2 separate regions of the Mus musculus genome follow, and region 1 is linked to region 2. Evidence: chromatin contacts called from public HiChIP or PLAC-seq data. All regions are on one chromosome and are shown on one strand. The core of a region is the stretch at or near the end of the contact, and the rest is flanking DNA. Distances in the headings are between cores, read along the strand shown. Region 1 has its middle 10 kb from the start of Gm51916. Region 2 holds the start of D030028A08Rik (RIKEN cDNA D030028A08 gene).

Region 1 (5,791 bases), core at 227-2,726, 53 kb after region 2:
TCTGGTCCCCAAATATGCCAGAAAAAGTTGTTGGGTCCCCTAGAACTGGAGTCGCAGTCAGTCATGAGCTATCACATGCGCACTGAGGCTCAGCCCCTGGTCTACTGGAAGAGCAGCCGGTGTTCTTATCCACCGAGCCATCTGTAAGTCCGGCTGGCCAAAAAAATATGCAGTGATTCTCCTGCCTCAGTCTCCAGAGAGCTTCAATTACAGGTTGAGTCACCATACCCTCCTTGAACACGGTTCTGAAGATAAAGACAGGACTAGGGAGGTGAGGGGGTTCACCCTCTGTAGTGCAGAGGGTAATGTGGGGCCATAGGCTCCAGGGGCCTCCCAGCAGCAATGCTGGAGGGGGGTGATACAGGAGAGGATCCCACATAGGAACCGCCCCCCACCCCCTTCAGAGATGACCACTTGGCATTCAGAGAAATGGGCTCAGAGAAGAAAGACAATGCTCGCTCAAGATCACCTAGCAGCTAACCACAAAGCGGAAGCCAGAAACCAGACTTCAAGACTCCTGGGTGCTCTACCCTCTCCAGCTGGCATATGCTTTGATAGCCTAACCTAGGGCTGTTGTCAGAAGGTTCCAGAAGCCTGTCATCCTCAGAGTGGGCTGTTAGAGCAGGGGAAAGTACCTTAATCTCTTCAGGCCTCTTTTTCCCCATCTGTACTTTGGGCTTTCATCTAAAGAGGGGAAGTCCTTCTCTGGGGGGCATGACGCTGACAGGGTTTGCAGGGTTTTGGTAGGTAGGTAGGGATGGATGGATTGATGGACAACGGGGAGGCAAGCAGGGACCAGGGAGGAAAGGGATTTTCTCCCAAAAGAGCTTGATTTGAGAATTAAGGGTGAGAGAAAAAGAGAAGGTAGATTTGCATGTGATTTACATGTCAATTGTGTGAATTCCAGGCCACGTGTTCTCTGGAATCTCCCTGGCTCCTGCTCCCTTGGCTGTGGTTTCCCCACCTGCTCGAGAGCCTCTTGGCTGCCCCTTGTGTGGCCATAGCTGGGGAAAGTGGGTTCATCAATTGGCCACTGGCTTCCCCAATACCAACCAAATTTCCTTAGATCCTTCCTAAGGCCTGGTCCGCAGCCTTCCTCACTTCCCAGCGTGGCTCCCAGGAGGTCCCCCTTAGGCTTGGTGGAAGACTCGGGGACTGGCTCAGGCTAGCCCGGTGCTCAGCACTCCGAGGCCTCTTGCCTCTCTGCCTTTCCCTACGGAGACCCCCGGGAAGAGCAACTCAGCAGGAGCCCCGCGGGGCCTTGCCCTGGCCGCTGCCCTCCAGGGCGGGTGAGAGTGGACCCTGAACCCCAACTCGCCGCGCCCTCTGCAAGGCCGGGGTGTTCGGCTGCAGTGGGCCGGCGAAGAGCTGTCCCCTCCCACTGGAGCCAAATAATTGCCTCCTGCTTTGTTGTGTGGTGTCTGGGGCCCGGGGCCTCTCATTTGTGGGGACGTGCTGTGGCGAGAGCCTCCCTGCGTAATTACCCTCCTCCCCATCGCCGCCGCCGCCGCCACTGAGCCTCCTGCGTCCGCTGGGCCTTACTCACCCCCGCCTGGCCGGCCTGCTGCTCCCCCGCGGCCCAGACGCAGGCAACTCCCTCCCGGTCCAAGCTGTCCTTTCCCGGCAGAGAACGTTTCTGCTTCTCTCCCCCCATCCCCCTTCTCCATACAACCAACACACACACACACACACACACACACACACACACACGTCTGGGGAAAAGCAGGGCAGGACAGGGTATTTCTAATCTGAATGCAACAGTCCCTCTTGGGCCTTCACTGGGGCTGACTGAGAAACTGGGTCCAGGGCACGCGCCTCGCTTTGCGCAACATCTGGACAGCTGCACCTGTCGGGGCCTGTCCCCAGTTAAGGCTGGAGCTCCTTACGACCCTGATACCTAAAAGAACACACCCTAGCCAAACTCCTGCCACCGCCCCCCCCCCCGCGCCCCTTTCCCTTTCCCTTTATCCCAGCCACTTGTTTGGTATAAAGGAAAGAGAGGCAAAAAGGAGAAAGAGTGCCCGTGAACACACTCGTGCCTCCAGGAAAATAAAAAAGCTGAGGGGCTGCGGAAAACAAAACAAAACAAAACAAAACAAAAAAAAACTCCCCCAACAAAGAAAAGGTCAAGCAAGGAGGCAAAGGGGGGAATTACAAATTTAGGCACAGAGCAGAGAGATGCAGACGTGCTACTTCTCAAGAAATAGATCGACAGAACAACTCCTGTTCTTGGAATGTTTGATTAAATATTGAGTCTACTTGGCGACTGGACCAATGACATTGAATGGGGGGGGGGGACGACAGCAAGAAGTACCAGGCTGAGCAAAACCATTGTTTGTTTGTTTGTTTGTTAGAGGGTCTCACTATGTGGCCCTGGCTGACCTAGAACTCACAGAACTCTGCCTACCCCTGCTTCCTAAATGTTGGGAATAAAGGTGTGCACCTCCATGACCCATCTAGCCAGCACTCTTTTATTGATTGATTGATTGTATATGAGTACACTGTAGTTGTACAAATGGTTGTAAGCCACCATGTGGTTGCTGGGATTTGAACTCAGGACCTTCGGAAGAGCAGTCAGTACTCTTATCCACTAAGCCATCTCACCAGCCTTAGCCAGCACCCTTAAATGATGAAGAGACAGTTGCAAATCACAATAGGGCTGGGGCATGGAAGTGGGGAGCTGTCCGTCTCTTCTGGGACCAGAACAACCATAAACCATCAGTAAGACAGATGTAGGACCAATGTCTGCAAGCACTTTCCGAGTGCAGAAACCGTTCACTCATCCACAAAGTATTTATGAGCACCGAGCCATGGACCAGACTCACTTGGTGCTTGCTTGAGTACTGAAGAGGGCTGTGGACTCCCGTAGGAGGATGCTCACCCAAGGAGTGACCCCTCTGTTCAATGTGTTACAGATGATAGATTCAGGGAGTTAGAATTTGTCAGGAAACTGTGGAAGGTTCCATTCAGTCAGTGAAGATAAACTTAGTACAGAGGGGGCCGGGGAGTTCAGACCCTGAAAGGGATGACCCTTCCTGAGGTGACACAGGGTGTCCATGTCTGGAATAGCTGTGAGTTCTGAGGTGACAGATAGGAGAAAAAGAAAAGCAGATATTTTAAATATTTGATATCTGGAGCAGGTGCCTGCAGCCCATCCCTGCATGGGAATTAGGGTTCCTTTGCAGTGGAAGCAAGCTGAGGACCCCTGAGGGTGTCCCCACTCCCTTGGCTTCCAGGCTGGCTGGTCTATAGCACCCTGGGATTTTGACTTCAATTCCTCCTTGGACTTTTCCACACCCAGGTTATCAGGAAGTCTAGCTCAAAGCTACCTCCCTCAGTGCAGGGGAGGAAAGCCGTGCCCCTATCCTTTTCCTGGGTGGGGGAGAGACAAGCAGGGATGTCATTACATGAGGTGGGGACATGTGGATCCTTTGCAAACACCCCTGCACCTGTCCCAGCATCCTCTTTTAGACCCTGGGGCAGAAGTGGAAGATGAAAGGGACAGAGCTGACAATGGAATGGCAGAAGAGGGTGACACCCAGACTGGACTGAGTGAGGATTTGGGGAGCAGATAGAGGAGGCGGGGCCGAGGAGAGCTGGACTCCCTTTAACATCAAACCACCCATTGGCTTTCCCCAAAGTAGGAGAGAGAGTGTGACCACGCTGAGTATTGAGTGTAGACTACAATACAATGAGACAGACTTCTGTATCCCATTCAACAGTGAACAACCTCACCTTCCCCACGCATGAGGCCGGAGGTTTGATCTCCAACATAAAGTAGGCATGGTGGTCCAAGCCTATAACCCCAACACCGAGGCCATAGAGGCAAGAGGACCAAAGGTGCTTGGTCATCCTCAGCTATGTAGAGGGTGAGGCCGGTGTGGGCTACATGACATCCTGTGTGTGTGTTGGGGGGGGTGCTTGGGGAGAGATAAAAGATACCTCAGTGGCTAAAAGCCCTTGGCTGTTGTTATTACCGAGGGTCCCAACATCCCCATGGCCCTCACAACCATCTGCAACTCTGGTTACAAGAGATTCAACAGTGTGTCCTGGACCTGGTGGGCATCAAGCAGGCACATGGTTCATTCATATGCAAGCACGCAGGCAAAACCCTCTCACACATAATTCTTTTAAAAAGGTTTTTTTTGAGACAGGGTTTCTCTGTGTAGCTTTAGCTGTCCTGGTACTCACTCTGTAGACCAGGCTGGCCTCAAACTCAGAAATCTGCCTGCCTCTACCTCCCAAGTGCTGGGATTAAAGGCGTGCACCACCACTGCCCAAGCCTTTAAAGAATCATAATACAGTCTTGGCTCTACTTATAAATGTCTTTTGATGTAAATGTCTGTGGACCTATGGTATGTACAGAAAAGTTATCACATCTGTGTGACTGCTAAGTCATAAGTGTGAAGGGGCTTGGGGAATAGCTTTGTGGTAGACTGTGTGTTCAGCATGCTCTGAGCACTGGGTTCCACTCCCCTACCAAACACACACACACACACACACCAGAGGTTTTCACAAAATGGACACACCCAGATAGTAACCCCCACTCAACTCCATTACCAAAGCCTCCTAGCATCGTGCTGGCCCCTCAGGTTACTTAAGCCCCCAAGAAGAAGGAGCCTGTATTCTGACTTCAAAGGGTATAGATTAGGGGTGGCTTCTTTACTACTTTTGATCTTTCTATAACTGGAATCCAGCACATGCTCACTCCTTCTATCTGGCATCCTTCACGGTTGTGAGGTACATCCCCGTGCTTGACCTAGGAGCTCAAGATAACCTCACCGCACACACCCCCAGAGTCTCAGACTCCCCTGATGTTCCCCCTTTTCAGGGCTTGGAGTGAGGCCTCCCAGATCCCAAAGAGAGTGAACACAGGATATCTGGAATTCCTGGGGCGCCTATCCAAACTGAGATCTGGGAACTGAAGGTCCCAGACCACACCCCTCCAAAGGGACTCCAGAGGAAGTCCCCGACCTGGGCGGGGTTAATTAGATGGCGCTTTGAGATCTCAGGATGAAAGGACTGCCTAGGGCCATTGTCCTTGGCCTCTTGTCCAGCTTTAAGGGGGGGGGGGTGGGGAAGGTGCAGCTTGTCCCTTCAGGCCCCAGGCTTGGGACATCAGACATTGGGAGTGGCATTGCCAAGGTCTGGAGGACTCCTGGTTCTGAGATGCATCTGCTCACAGAGGCAGGGAGTCCAAGGCCTAGATATTGAGGAATGGGGAGTCAGGGGGCACCTTCCCTTTGGGGTCCACCCCTCTACCTCCTGGGCAGCGCCCAGACAGCCCGGCTCTGGTGCCGTGTGTGGTTTTAGGATAAGCTGCCGATGCCACCCAGAGCGCCCTGCTGACAGACAAGGATCTCAACCGCTTTCAAAGACGCCCTTTCATCTGCCAGGGCTAATTACACCTGCAGAGCGGGAGGAGAGGGCACTGGAGCCAGCCCCCCCTTCCCCCACCTCAGCTCCCAAGCCCCCTGCCTCAGGAACCCTTCCCCTCCCTCCTCTCTGCCTGATCCAAAACCCTGGCGGCACCTGACAATTAGAGGCTCCTTTAGTGACAAGTGGCCCTGAATTCTAGGAAGGGCCTGTGTGTGTGTACGCATGTATGAAGATTACCCATAAAGGTTGCTGAGATGATGTGGCAAGCAGTGGGGGGTGGGGGGGGGAGCTCCTGAGTGTGGACAGTCAAATCCATCTGTGATAGAGACAGCTTGAGACTAGCAATCTGTGGATGGATGCGGAAAAAATTTCAGAACACAGAGATTGAGCCAATCCCCATAGCACTTCATGG
Region 2 (6,386 bases), core at 791-3,290:
AAAGTCAGGGCTTGAGCAGATAGGAGCCTGAGGGAGGCCAAGGGCCATGAGGGGTGAGCAGATAGGAGCCTGAGGGAGGCCAAGGGCCGTGAGGGGATACATTAGGGATGGAGATGTATAAGGAACTGCATTTTATCACTAGAGAGTATTCAGTGATCTGGCTTTGGTTTACCAGTTAAGGACTGGTTTACTGGGGCTCAGAGAAGGCTGGCTTTAATAGCGGAACTAAAGATATAATAATGTTGAGAGCACTTCCTAATCTCCATCTGGACCCACCCACACAGAGGCCCCAGGCTGTGTGTACCTGGTGCAGGTAGCCACACACATAGCATTGGCTTCTCCTATGTCCGGACACTGAACAGCCTCGTCAAACCAGGAAGCAAACTGCTTCATGGGATCCAGAGAGGTCAGATGAGTCTCCTCGAATGCCTAGAAAGAGAGGTTGATGTCAGCGAATGAACAATGTTTACTCTGTGCCTGGCAATGGGCTGAGATGTTTTTCAAATGTAAATGCATTTAGCCATCATAATGATGACCATGAGAGAAAGAAAAAAACACCAACCAAACAAAACACTACTCAGGAAGTAGGTTCTATGTCCATTTACAGATGGTGAAACAGGCATAAAACGGCCCAGTAAGTCCCTGAGTCTCCTAAGGAGGAAGGGATGAACCAGGGCTGGAGTGTGCTGAAGTTCCTGTGGGTCACCTCATTCTTTTTCATGAAGTAGTTCTAAGGTTTCACAAGAGCCTACATCTCAGTCAAGCACTCCTGCAGATGTTCACGGATAAGCACACTTGGCCACTGTAGCTCTGGATCCCAATCCCAGAACTGATCTCTTGGTCCCTGACCTGAGTGGGGAGAAGATCATGATGAGGGAGGTTAAAACGAAGAGCTTCCAGGTTAGCCTTGAACTCACTGTGTAGCCGGACCCTGAACTCTGGATCCACTGTGCCTAGTTCATTTGGTGCCAAAGGTGGAACCCAGAACCCTCATACACACCAGGCAAGACTCCACAACACTCAGCTACAAGCCCAGCTTCCGCTCCTTTATAAATTTATATCACGTTTATGACTGTTTTAAGCATTTTACAAATGCCTAAATATAGACTGGTAAAGACATCTACCACGAAACCTGACAACCTGAGTTCATTCCTGGTGACCTACGACATGGTGGGAAAAAAAAAAAAACAAAAACAAAAACCAAAAAACTCCTGAAAGTTGTCGCCTGTCATACATGTATAAACACATGTACACTCTAAATGTATAAAAATGTAAAAAATGAGAAAACCCCCAAACCCACAGCATCCTTGTGAAGTAGGTATCACCACTTTACAGGTGGATAAACTGAGGCCCAAAGAGCATAAATTGTCCACAGCGAGACAGTCAGAAAAGGGCTGGGTTCCAACACAGGTGGGTTCTGATGTCAAGGGGTCTATGAGTACACGTTAATCCACGGTTCCCCTGAGGCCCTCCCCAGTAGCTGTCTCTGAAACCCTCTTCTCCCATCAGGGTGACCCCTAAATCCCGTTGCCTTGTAAGTGGCCCCTGAAAGCACAAGGCGCTCCTCCAACCCTTTGCTAATTTAGGGACACCCCCTTTCCGTGTCCCGGCGGCAGCGGCAGCACCTCTCGATCCCCGCGGTAACTCTTGCGCATTGGTCCCAGGTCCATGACTGCACCCCGACAGCACAGGTGACGGAGGTAGCCCGTCCACTTCGCAGGTCTCCTGAACGTCACAGTGACGCTCAGCAGCCCGCACGTCATGTAAGCAGTCGGCCACGTGACCCAGCGTCGCCTGGCCCTGGGTTCGGAACCAATTGCTCAGCCTGTGTGTCTAGCCTGGGAAGGAAGAATTTACTAGAGCCCCAGACAAGCTAGTAAGTCCTAAGTTCTCGGAACCAAGGTGCCTAGGATCAACCAATAGCTGTCCAGGACCAGAGCAGGGATCCATACCTGGAGAGCTTATTGGTTTGAGTTACCTGGAGCGAGACCAATTAGAGCGGGAATGAAGGAACCCAGCAGCCAATGGGCAGCGCCTCCAGGGGCGGGAGCAGAGAGACAAGGAAATGCTGTCACCGCCGTTTAAGAAGCACGTGGAGGTTTGTTAAAGGTATAGGGACAGCAGCCAAGGCGAGGGCGGGGCGAAGTCTCGGGGCTGGAGAGGAGAGGTCCGCAGTAAGTGGCCGGCCAGTGGCGGGCTACTGAAGAAGAACGTAGGGCAGGGATCCCCTCCTGGCGCAGCGGAGGTTGGAAGACTGGGCAAGAAAACATGGTTTGGGGGCCGGACTCGGAAGCAAAGGTGTTAGGGACACAGGGAGAGACTGAGGGAGAAGATTGTGGCTTGAGAGTAAGGAGAGACTGAAACTGCCTTGTAAACCGCAGGGCAGGTGCTGAGGGTCGTGGTGGTGGGCTGATACTCTGGGGACTGGGGAAGCACTCTGGGGTCAGGAAGGAGACTCTGAGGCGAGAAGGGAGTCAGCTGAATAGAAAGAAGACAGAAATTGGAATCAGGCTACCCCAGAGCAGAATGGTCTTCCCTTCTAACTTGTAACCCTTTCCTAAGGGTTGGGCTGGGCTCAGGGCATCCTATACCCAATGCAGTGGAGTTACTACTAGCCACTGCTCTAACAGATGGAAGGGCTGTCCCTTTCCTAAACCTCTTTCAACTTGGTTATTTCCTCCTTTTCATATTTCTTCTTGTTGTTGTTGCTGTTTTTATTTCTTTGTTGTTCCTTTCTAGGTAGTGGGAGGCATAGTTTTTGGCAATAGCCAGCCAAGGATACAGGGAACAGGTGCGGCGCCTGCACGCTGACTTCACGTGGTGGATGTCTGGCTGAGAGAGAAGTAGGAAATCCTCACAACGCTTCTTCCAGCTTTGATCTGCCTGGGGCAGCCCGTGGTGGAAGATGACTCTGTAGCCCTGGTGTCTACCAGTATCCGGAGTGGGAGCCCCAAGAGCCATGTAGACAGGCACCCAGCACTGTGCCAGGTAAGAGACCTTCTTGGCCTGCCTTGGTGTCTGCAGTGGGAACTCATTATCCTCTGTCTACAGCTTGAGCCAGCGCAATCTGCTGCACAGAAGCAAGAGGAAGGAAGCTTGCTGAGAAAAGTGGTGCATGCCTGCCGGTTGTCTCAGCACTTAGACTAAGGCCAGCCTTGGCTACATAGTAAACGTGAGGCTAGCCTAGAATTTTTGGTGCATTGTCGTTTTCTCCCATGAGCAGGATGGGGAGAGTCGTCTGGCTCTTGCAGTGGACTGTAGTAGTTAGTCATCAGCATCCCTTATAAGGTCCACTCTCTTTTTCTATTCCCGGGGCTGCTCTTTCTTTGGAGCAAGAGCTTCCTAGGTACTGAGACTTCCAAGACAGGATCATGAGCTGGGTGTGGCGCCACACAGCTGGGACTCCAGCCCTTGGGAGGCAGAGGGAAAGGATCATGGGATTAATACCAGCTGCACAGCCTTAAAAAGGAAAAACAAACAAACAAACAAAAAAACGAAAAACCAACCAACCAACCAAAACAAAACAAAACAAAAAAACCTCCAAAACCAAAAAACAAAACCACACAACAACCATGAGATGTGTATTTATATAGCCTATCCATTCAATAAACATTTACCAGAGACTGCCTTTAGGCTAGGCATTGAGCCAGGTCTTACAGTACCAAAGTGAAGGCCATAGCATGATTCCTGGCCACACTGGCAGGTCTGTGAGCCAGAGAGAGTCGCAGGTGGTTAGCATGGTCCTGTTAGGCAAAGGAAAACTGAACCGAAGGGGGCCAATCAGTGCAGAAAGGCTTCCTTGTGGGAGCCGACTGGAGATGGTCGGTCTTAAACATTTTTTTATCTTATATAAATGAGTACACTGTCGCTGTCTTCAGACACAGCAGAAGAGGGTATTGGATCCCTGTTACAAACGGTTGTGAGCCACCATGTGGTTGCTGGGAATTGAACTCAGGACCTCTGGAAGAGCAGGCAGTGCTCTTAACCCCTGAGCCATCTCTCCAGCCCTTGAAGATTGTCTTAAAGGGTATTTGCCAGATGGGCAGTGGAACAGGTGTTTAGGAAGAGGGAAGGTGGCCAGTAACAGCTGATGCATCTGGGCCCTTGGAGCGGTGAGATGCTGCTGAAGCCAAGTAGCTAGAAATCGATGAGATGCTCAAACAGCAACCTGATGCACCTGCCCCACCCCTGAAGGTAGTGAGGGCCCATCTTTTAGACACAGTGTTTCCAATTCTTTATATTGTGACATTGTGTAGCTACAAATCTACATTCCTGGTGGGTGTTTCTGTTTGTTTAAGACCTTGGGGGGGGGGGGGAGTGGCAGGTGTGGTGGAATGTGTCTGCTAGTCAGCTACCTAAGAGGCTGAGGCAGGAGGATTATGAGTTTGAGGCCAGCCTGGGCAGCTGAGCAAGAATTTATCTCCAAAGAAAGGCTTTATTAAGGGCTGGGGGTGGGGTGGGGGGGGTGGCCCAGTGGCAGAGCGCTGGCATCCCGTGCACCAGGCACTGGACTCCAGCCGCAGCTCCATAGAAACTAAGCCAAACCAGATGGGGAAGGAAAAAGAGCCGGAGTCCAACTGCCGCTCTCTTCCCAGGCAACAGTCTAGGGAAGTTTGCTGTTGACTCCTTCTCTGTATTTTCCTTTTGTCTGGAAGTTAACAAGTAGGCTTGTGTTTTGCTTTTCTGCTAAGTGGGATTTGGTGGCTAAACCACAAAGCGAGCCTTCCATGCATAAGGACCGAGCCCTGGAGACACTTCGCTTCCTTTTGTTGTTTTTCCGAACTGGCTCTGCATTTTCTTCCTGGGGCTTCGTTCGCCATCCTCCGACTTTGTAGTAGTGTTCTTTTCTGGAGACAGGCCCAACTCAGTAAGCAGTGTCTTGCACAATGGCATTTCACAGAGCTACACCGCTTTCTCGCTTTCTCGCTTTCTCGGGATGAAACAGAGAAGTTCAGGGTTCAGGGGCTATGTCTTTTGTCTTAACTGTTTGTTTCTAAAGTTTTCTTTCTTTTTTTCCTTTCTTTTTTTGTTTCTTTTTTCTTTTTCTTTTTATTTATTTATTTATTTATTTTTTTATACAGGACCATTTATTTCCATGTAGCTCTGCCTTTTCTGGAACTTGCTGTGTAGACCAAGTTGACCATAAACTCACAGACATCCCCCTGCCTCTGCCTCCTTAGTACTGAGATTACAGTCATGCACCACCATGCCGGGCACACACATCTATCTATCTATCTATCTATCTATCTATCTATCTATCTATCTATTTTTGGCTTTTTGAGACAGGGATGCTCTGTGTAGCCTTGGCTGTCCTAGAACTCACAGAGATCCACCTGCCTCTGCCTCCACACTCTGGTGACCCAGTGGATGACAAGGGAGGGAGGGTGAGGCTAGTGGCCAGAAGCTGCTGGGGATAGCTATAGTGTTGTCCAAGTGGAAGCTGGGGGCGGGGGCGGGGGTGTGGCTAATGTATAAGTATTGAGAGGGACTATAGGGAGAGAGCGGCTCACCGGGACTGACTTTAGGCTGGCTGGCTGCTGCTACTTACCAGTTGAAGAAATTTTGGGAAAAGATGAATTCATTAACTGTTGAAGTTTTATGGGACACCCATGTTTGGTTGGGCTGGAAAGTGGAAGTTGGAATCTGAGGGAAAGCCTTCGGCTGGTGATACCAGTTCGTGTCATGAGCTTCCAAAATGGCGCTTGAAGCCATGGATGTTGAGGTTCTATGAGAGGAGTGGCTTGGAATTGGGGAGGGAGGATGTTGAGGAGGCCAAGGTGGTAATGATACTGGTGTGATACACCCTCCTGCTTTCCAGGAGGGTGCCGGATGAGGCTGTGTGTCTGAGCAATGACGTAGACTGGGACTCTAAAGATTCAGGAAGCCTTGGCCTTAGTGAATTCAGCTTAGAGAGACAAGTCCCATGACAGGATGAAGGTTGACTTCCTGCTGGCAGGTGGCTGCTCCCCTTTCCCGGCCCCATAGCTTATCAGGGCCCCTAGTTTCAGGCCTTGCTAGGGTGGGACTTGGGAAGGCCAGACCTTATCAGTGTCCTCCCTTGTGGGGCTTTGTGGTTAAGCCCTTCCTGATAGACCTAGATAGCTTCCCAGACTTGGTCTGTGGTGTCCATTCAATGTGGCCGGTATTATCCATGAGCCTGGGAGCTTCTCTGAGGTGGGCTGAGGAGATGACACTCGTCTTACTTTCTGTGGCTCAGTCTCAAAATCCTAGCCAGCAAGCATGCTCAGGAAGGGCTCATCTGTAATGACTAAAGTCATGTCTGGGTTTAGTGGGAGACACCGTCCGTCTGTCTCAAGGGAATAAGGTGGAGAGCAATAGAAGTGGAACCTGACGTCCTCTGACCTCTGAGTGCAACTGCCACCTCC

The links. HiChIP or PLAC-seq counts read pairs in DNA pulled down with a chosen protein or histone mark.
Region 1: a contact with region 2 is called in an H3K4me3 HiChIP or PLAC-seq map of the SCID.adh cell line, with 16 read pairs. The contact joins the enhancer-like site here to the promoter of D030028A08Rik in region 2. A contact is called at or near these places in 1 of 39 promoter capture datasets (the SN4741 cell line), 9 of 115 datasets of contacts at active chromatin or transcription factors (the 230-238 cell line, CD8 T cells, the HPC-7 cell line and 3 more) and 3 of 9 other capture datasets (adipose tissue, liver and pancreatic islet).

What each region holds. Positions count from the first base shown.
Region 1 is chr11:96,996,050-97,001,840 of GRCm38.p6, forward strand. No RefSeq gene overlaps it. Among named protein-coding and RNA genes, the nearest start is that of Gm51916, 10 kb to the left of the region's middle. Within about 2 kb of position 1,477, at least 139 of the 459 cell types and tissues checked have an H3K27ac peak or open chromatin away from gene starts, as enhancers often do. A contact at or near this core is called in the 230-238 cell line, CD8 T cells, the SCID.adh cell line and 3 more, where this site is marked.
Region 2 is chr11:96,942,106-96,948,491 of GRCm38.p6, forward strand. D030028A08Rik (RIKEN cDNA D030028A08 gene) reads left to right here and starts at 2,041. Exons shown (of 6, transcript NR_003293.3): 1 at 2,041-2,109; 2 at 2,740-2,988. Pnpo (pyridoxine 5'-phosphate oxidase) reads right to left here and starts at 1,914. Exons shown (of 7, transcript NM_134021.2): 1 at 1,626-1,914; 2 at 305-429. The coding sequence starts at 1,763.